2 separate regions of the Sus scrofa genome follow, and region 2 is linked to region 1. A link is a contact called in public Hi-C data. All regions are on one chromosome and are shown on one strand. Each heading gives the region's core, a stretch centred on a gene start, on an enhancer-like site or on the middle of the called end of the contact. The rest is flanking DNA. Distances are from core to core; before and after follow the strand shown. Region 1 holds the start of MTSS1L (MTSS1-like protein). Region 2 overlaps VAC14 (protein VAC14 homolog).

Region 1 (3,639 bases), core at 104-2,603:
GAAGCCCCCCAAAAGGCCTGCACGGGGCCACTGTAGTGTGTCCTCCAGGGGCCCGCGATGTCACTGTAGGATTCTATGCTCTGTACTTGGGAGTGTGAGATGCGCTGCGAGGGTGGGGGCTCTCGGGAGTTCCTCTGGGGAGCCCAGTTCTCTGCCCTGCCCCACAGTCCTGCCTCAGAGGAGAAAGGTAGAAATTTTGCTTCCTGGCCCCCACTCTGTCACTGACGCTGGCCCTCCTCTCTGCCTAGTCAGCCTGGGTCAGCTCTGCCAACCCCAGCCTCTTTTCTGGAGAGGATCCCCTCACTCCCTAGATCAACCGTGAGGAGCCAGGTCAGGGACGGTGTCCAAGAGTCTCCTTAATGACCTTGAATCATTCCCAGGCCTCAGTTTCCCCACCTGGTGAGCCAGGAATTGGCGGCCTGATCCAGCCTGACCTTGGGCAATCAAGGGAGCTGAGAGCCTCCAGCAGTAGCAGGCTCTCCCTTTGGGCCGCTGCATCAACCCAACCTACTCCCTCCTCCTCCCAAAGTGAGGACAGAGGCCTTGGCATGCAGGGACACTCATCGTGGAGACCCTGGAGTCCCGGAGCTTCCTAGGGCTTGTTTTTTGGGAGACCGGGGGCCAAGGCAGCAGCGGCCGGGGAGGGCGCAGAGGCCAAGGCCGGCAGGGAAGGAGTTAACGGTTCCCCGCTTTATTATTTTCCCCTGCTTTGGCGGTGACAGCATTGTCTGGGCTCCAGGGCCATCAGGGGCGGGGGAAGGCGGGGGATGGTGGTGGTAGGGGCGGAGGCAGGAGAGACCCTGGACCCGGTAAAGGGCCGCGGTGTCGTCCCCGGCGCCAAACACCACTCAAGGTTTGGGGGTCTGGGGTGCGGGGAGCCCGCGTGTGCGCAGGCTCGGGTCAGGACCCCAAGGGGCGCTTCGACCTGAGCGACCCGGGGCATGGACCACGGACACCCCGACACGCGAGCACCCACACCCCCCCGGACGGGCACCCAGAGACCCAGGCGCAAGGCAGACGCAGGCCAGACGCGCTCAGACAAGGACACACAAACACGGCGGCGCACGGACACGGCAGGGCACTGCCGCCGCCGCCACGCGTCCCCAGGGGGGACACGCACCTGAACCCGAACACGCGCACCCGCAGGGCGGCCGTTCCCGCCGCGCCCCGTTACTCACCTTCATGTCGTTGACAATGGCCTGGAAGAGCCCGCCTAGGGCGCCGCACTCCTTCTCTGCCGTCTCCATGCTCCGGCCGGGCGGCAGCGGTGGCGGCGGGGCGCAGGCAGGGCGCGAGGACCCGGGCCGCGGAGGCGCTCACGCCGAGGGCGGGCCGGGCCTGCCGCCTCCGGGCCGCGCTCAGCGGCCGGCCGCGCCGCGCTCGGGGATCGCAGGCCGCCGCGGGGCGGCGTGGGCCATGTCGCGGCGGGGCTGGCAGGCGGCGTGGGGGGCGCGGCGCGGGCAGCTGGCGGCGCAGCCTCGGCGCGGAGACTGGAGCGGCGGCCGTAATCCGAGCCGCCGAGGCTCGGGCGTCACGTGGGCGCACGGAGGGCGGGCCGCCGGCAGGGAGGGAGGGGCAGCGCCGCGCCGGGAGGGGGCTGTGGGAAAGGCCGGGCCAGCGCCGGCCCATTCACCGCCGGGAGCTCGGGCTTTGAAATCCGAGCCCGGGCACCGCCAGACTGGTCGGGCGAGCGGGTCCGGCGGGCGCGGGCGCGGGCGCCATCGCGGGTCGGGGACGGCGCTAGGCGGGGTCTGCCCGGCTCCCTCGCGGGAGTGGGACCCGTGGTTGAGCGCCCACCCCCTGGAAGGAGCTCAAAACCAGCCTCCGTCCTTTGGTCTCGGGCCGAACGGGGGCTGGTTCCAGCGCTTTTACAAGAGGGCGGCGGGCGGACGGGGGCCCTCGGGTGCAATCCTGCAGGATGCATACAGCACACTCAGCAGGGGGGCACGGTGCCCGGGGGTCCAGGCACAGAAGAGTTTGGACCCTTCTCCAGAAGTTCTCTGGCTCCTTTTCCAAGCAGTGCCAGTGATGACGCCTCTCACGGGGGGGGGGGGGGGCCCAGGCTGGGCCTTTGGGGGCGATGGTGTCCTAGTCCTTAGGGAACCTTCTTCCTTGGGGGTGGGACCAGCAGGACAGAGATGGGCAATTGTCCCCAGTCCCTGATTCCTGGGTACATGTGTGTGCACGTGGGCCATGGTGAGTTCACCCTGTGGCCCTGTCCTGGAGACTCCAGGCAGGGAAGCCCACCTTCCCAGGGCTATGTTGGGGCTCTGGAGTTAAAGCCCACACAAGATCCTTCTCTCCTACTCCAGGGGCCCACAATAGCCACTTGGGAACTCATTAGGCCAATCTTCCCAAAGCCTGGGGCCAGGCGGACTCTGGCCTATAGGTTTGGGGAGCTCAGGCTCATTTAGTCGAATCAAAGGGTGCGCATGTGGGAGGCACGCCCACACTGGTCTGGGTCTTCCCTTCCATCCCCAGTGATCCCCAGCTGCCATTCATCCAGCAGCTCTGGAGGCTCCCTCAGTTCATCCGTCCAGTGGGGAGATGTCCCACGCCCCCAGGGGGGAATCAGGATGGAAAAGCCAGATGAGGTGCCTGGAAAGACAGGGTTCAGGGGGCCAGGCCAGTGCTTGGGGCTCTCTAGGAAGAAGGGGCCTGTCCTAGAGGTGAGAGCTGGGCCCCAGGCCCACACCCTTGGCAGGTAACTGCGCAGTGAGTGACCAGCCTCTCCTGGCAATCCTGAGGCCACCATGAGAACAAACTACAGAACAGGCAGCAAGGTGCCGGGGCAGCTTGGAGGGAGGTACCAATGGGAAGGAGCAGGCCAGGCAAGGGTGGAGGCTTTTCTGTCATTTCTTTATTGGGGCAGGGGGTGTGCATCATTCACATGGGCCTCTGTGCTGGTCCCTGTGTGCACGGAGATGTGTACACACCTGTGTACACACGCATCTGCACGAGGTCAGAGCTCTGGTGGGCTGAGGTCAAGCTCTTTTACAAGAGGGCGTTAGAAAGAACCTGAATCCAGAAAGTGGGGGTGTCTGAGGCTGCAGGCCCACCCTGGTGGGAAGCCAGCTCTGTCTGAATACCAGAGTGCAGCTGCCTGTGCCGGGGGCCTGGGGGGCTGGGCCGTGAGAGGAGCTCGGGTGGACAGAGCCTCCACCCCCTACCCTGCTCCAGGCTGGTGGCTGGGTCCAGCCTTGTCCCGGAGGCAGGTCCTCGGGCGCTGCGCAGAGGGGACCACTCCCGGGCCCTTCTCCATGCCAGGCCTGTCAGAGAACAACCCTCCGGTCCAGGTGATCCCCACGCCCGCTCCGCTGGTGCCTCACTTCCAGGTGCTTCTTCTGGACCCTCTCAAAGTGCTGCAGCAGCTCTGCGTAGTCGATGCTCAGGGAGTCTGCGTTCTGTGACCTGGGGGCTGCCTTCAGACCGTCTCTGGGCAAAGGGGGCAGAGGACTCCGCGTCAGTCAGCGGCCCAGCGTGCGTGGAGGCTGCTGAGGGGGCTGGGGGGTGGGAAGCACTGGCCACGGGAGGGCAGTGGGGTGGGGCAGGGCCACAGGCTGGTGGAGCTCCACCTCTAGCCCAGCAAGCCTTCCCCCCACGGCCAGCCCCAAAGAGTGAGGACTCCTATGAGCACCC
Region 2 (3,417 bases), core at 614-3,113, 79 kb after region 1:
AAGAGGCCATCTCGGCCAAGCTCAGTCCCCCTCTGGCAGCGCCAACTGGCGGAAGCCGCACCCGGCCCTCCCGTCCTCAGCTGCCGCCTCCAGGGGCTGGGGGCCTGGGCTCAGGTTTCATGACTCTGAAGGCCGCTCTCCTCTCTGGCACAGCTGGTGACGCAGACGGGCAGCTGCCACAAGGACACCTCCGTTGGAGGGAAACAAAGCACTAGATAAATTTGCCCTCACTTTTTTTTTTTTTTTAAACTTTCAAAGGGTAATATTGGCGTTTGCTGCCGAATGACGGGTACAAATCAACACGCTGGTTCCAGTCCGGTGGTCTCTGGCGACAGTATAGGAACCAAGGCCTCCTGTACACAGACGGACCTCTGCCTCCCAAGCTAGACAGCAGGGCCATGCCCGCCTCACAGGCAGTCACTTATGTCCCATCTCTGCTCCTCCGGGACCATCCTCCGACCCCACTGCCTCTCCCGCAGAGCAGGATGGTCCCTGGTGGCCTAGATCAACGACAAAGTCCTCACAGGCCTTTCTCCTGCTAGTTTTGTCCCCCTCCCTTGTCTACCCTCCCTGGCGCTGCCAGAGCGTCTCCTAAATTGGAGGTCTGCCCCCCCAACTCCCACAGCCTTAGGGACTAAAGCAGATTCTACTGCAGGACATGCCGGAGTCCCTGCACCTCCGTCCAGACCTCTGCCCCGAGTTCTGGAAGCCAATCTCCAAACCTGCATCCTGGGGGGATGCTCAGAGCTGCCTGAACCCCAGCTCTTGACGGGCCCACTCACACACCTGTTCCTCCTTCTGCCCCAGCCGGGAAAGTGATACCAGGATATCCTGATCTGGCTCAAGGCCCAAATCTAGAAGTTCTTCTTTCCCTCATTTCCCTCCTCTCACTCCAGCCCACCCATCAGCAAACCCTGTCAATTCTACCTTCAGAAGAGATCTCAAGCCTATCAGCTTCCTTCAGACTGAGTCCCCATCCTGTCAGGACAGCAGCAGTGGCTCCCTGACCAGTCTGCACCCACCTGAGTCCCCCCTACATCCATTTTCTACACAGCAGCCCGACCTCCTGCCCCTCAGCCCTAAAGTGCAGATAATACTACTACTGACCCCATGGGATTTAAACACCCGCAAAAGCTAACGATGCCACAGGAAGCCTTTGGCACAGCCGGGCCCAGGAAGCCTTCGGGGAACGCCCACGGCCGTCAGCTGGTGTTCCAGCGGGCCTTGGCTGGGGCACCATCACTTCCCACGAACGCCCTTGGAGCCTCCAGCACAATCATCACTACCCTTCCCAGCAACTTCCCGCTTACGTCTCTGCCTCCCTGGAGAACCTCAAAGTCAGGGACCACATTTGGGGGCTGAGTTTCCTGGAACCTGAATGGCTGAACACAAGCAGGTGTCTGAAATGAGTAAGTGAATGTTTACCGACTTGCTCAAATAATTTTGGAGAGGTCCTAGGAACAGTCCATATTTATAATCAATACTGGCACACTTTGAAAACACCCACAGAATCCTTAGAGATAAGGATAAATTTTAAAATGATATCAAAGGAGAATAGATCCTAATGCTCAGGGGAGAAGGGAGCCTCGGAGTGGAGCGCGTATCTTCTCTTCAAGAGTGACCAGATCCCCCAGGGCACGTTCGGTGCTGAATTCCAAAGAAAGAAACCCTCCCAGAGAAGAGCCATCCGTTCCAGCCCCACAGCCAAGTGGAAAAAGCCACCAATGGGTGACATGGGGCAAGTCTAGGGGACTCAGACAGGGACGGAATGGTGATAATTCCCTCCCCAGGGGAATGTCATCATCCTGCAGAGTTTGGAGGGGGCTGGCGAGGAAGGGGGTTAGCTCGCTGCTTGGCCTGCACTGCCCCCATGTGGAAGGCTGCGTTACTACAGCCAACCTGGCATCAGCGACAGGCCAGCTCTTCCAGCCACACCTATGCACGCACTTTCCCACTCAACTGCCCTGGACTCTCCAACAACCTTCCCTGGTCAATCTCAGCCTTGCGTGATCCTAGACAAGCAAAAGGGGCTGGGCAAAGGCCTCTGCAAGTGTCTCCCTAGAATCGCTGTGCATTACTTACATCCTCTTTTTGCCCTTTTCTCTTTTTTTTTATTTTAGGGCTGCACTTGTGGCATATGGAAGTTCCCAGGCTAGAGGCTGAATCAGAGCTGCAGCTGCGGGCCTACACCACAGCCAGAACACCACGGGACCCAAGCCGAGTCTACGAACTATGCCACAGCTCATGGCAATGCTGGATCCTTAACCCACTGAAAGAGGCCAGGGATCGAACCCGTATCCTCATGGATACTAGCCGGGTTCATCACTGCTGAGCCAGGACAGGAACTCCGTATCATCTATGTTCTTAAACTTGTACTTATTCACCTCCAACAGCTTCTCATCCCTCCCAAGAGGCTGTCTGTCCATCAGAATCGAGTTGGGTGGGGTTGCTGGGTACCCTTCAGACTCCCTCATCTGGCATCTTCAGTGTCCCACAAGTGGTGGTCCAAGCACTCTGCCTTGGGGCTCTGCCACACGCAGGAAAGACCTAGGTCACTTGCTTTCCACACACACCTCTGGCTGGGACAGATCACTTACCTGGCTGGAGAGAAGACACCGATGCTGCCACCGAAGCTGGAGTCACAAGAACCATCGGGCCCTCCTGGGGACAGAAAGAGGAACAGGGCATCATGATTAAGGCTGTGGGTGTCTCTTGAATGAACAAGATGCCTGTTACAAGGACACACAGGCCCTCCAGTCCCCCACACTTTGATTCTGGCTTTGGGAAAGGGATGTGGCTCTGAACCCTGAGGACCCCGTGCCTAGTCACTTCCCAAAGCTTCGCAACAGTGCCCATGCTTGCAGGATGGTAGGCACAGTGATCTCATAAGGAGAAGGATGCCAGGGCTGAACGCACCTGGGAAAACTCAGAAGGGATTGTTGGTTCAAGGGCAATGGATAGCAAAAGGGACTTCTGGAACACTCAACATCATGAGCCACCAGGGAAATGTAAAGCAAAACCACAATGAGATACCATTTCACACCCACTACATAGCCAAAATAATAAAAGATAACAAGAGTTCCCGTCATGGCACAGTGGAAATGAATTCGACTAGGAACCATGAGGTTGTGGGTTCAATCCCTGGCCTTGCTCAGTGGGTTAAGGATCCGGTGTTGCCGTGAGCTGTGGTGCAGGTCACAGACGTGGCTTGGATCCCATGTTGCTGTGGCTGTGGCGTAGGCCAGCGGCCACAGCTCTGATTAGACCCCTAGCCTGGGAACCTCCATATGCTGTGGGTGTGGCCCTAGAAGAGAGAAAAAAACAGTAGCAGACGATGGGGAGAAACAGGAAGCCTTCTATGTCGCCGGTAGGAATGTGAAACAGTGCAGCTGCTTTGGAAACCGGTCTGGTAGTTCC

Evidence for each region. A called contact is a pair of places that touch in the nucleus more often than the background predicts.
Region 2: a contact with region 1 is called in a Hi-C map of fetal skeletal muscle, with 5 times the contacts expected there. The contact joins the enhancer-like site here to the promoter of MTSS1L in region 1. A contact is called at or near these places in 4 of 5 promoter capture datasets (fetal liver, fetal skeletal muscle, liver and 1 more), 28 of 47 Hi-C or Micro-C datasets (adipose tissue, alveolar macrophages, blood and 16 more) and 1 of 2 datasets of contacts at active chromatin or transcription factors (skeletal muscle).

The regions. Positions count from the first base shown.
Region 1 is chr6:13,680,958-13,684,596 of Sscrofa11.1, forward strand. MTSS1L (MTSS1-like protein) reads right to left here and starts at 1,354. Exons shown (of 15, transcript XM_021093811.1): 1 at 1,179-1,354. The coding sequence starts at 1,247. It overlaps VAC14 (protein VAC14 homolog), which reads right to left. Exons shown (of 19, transcript XM_021093808.1): 19 at 2,843-3,435. The coding sequence ends at 3,273.
Region 2 is chr6:13,759,743-13,763,159 of Sscrofa11.1, forward strand. VAC14 (protein VAC14 homolog) reads right to left here. Exons shown (of 19, transcript XM_021093808.1): 10 at 2,598-2,661. Among named protein-coding and RNA genes, the nearest start is that of TRNAG-GCC, 6.4 kb to the right of the region's middle. Within about 2 kb of position 1,864, at least 6 of the 83 cell types and tissues checked have an H3K27ac peak or open chromatin away from gene starts, as enhancers often do. A contact at or near this core is called in fetal skeletal muscle and skeletal muscle, where this site is marked.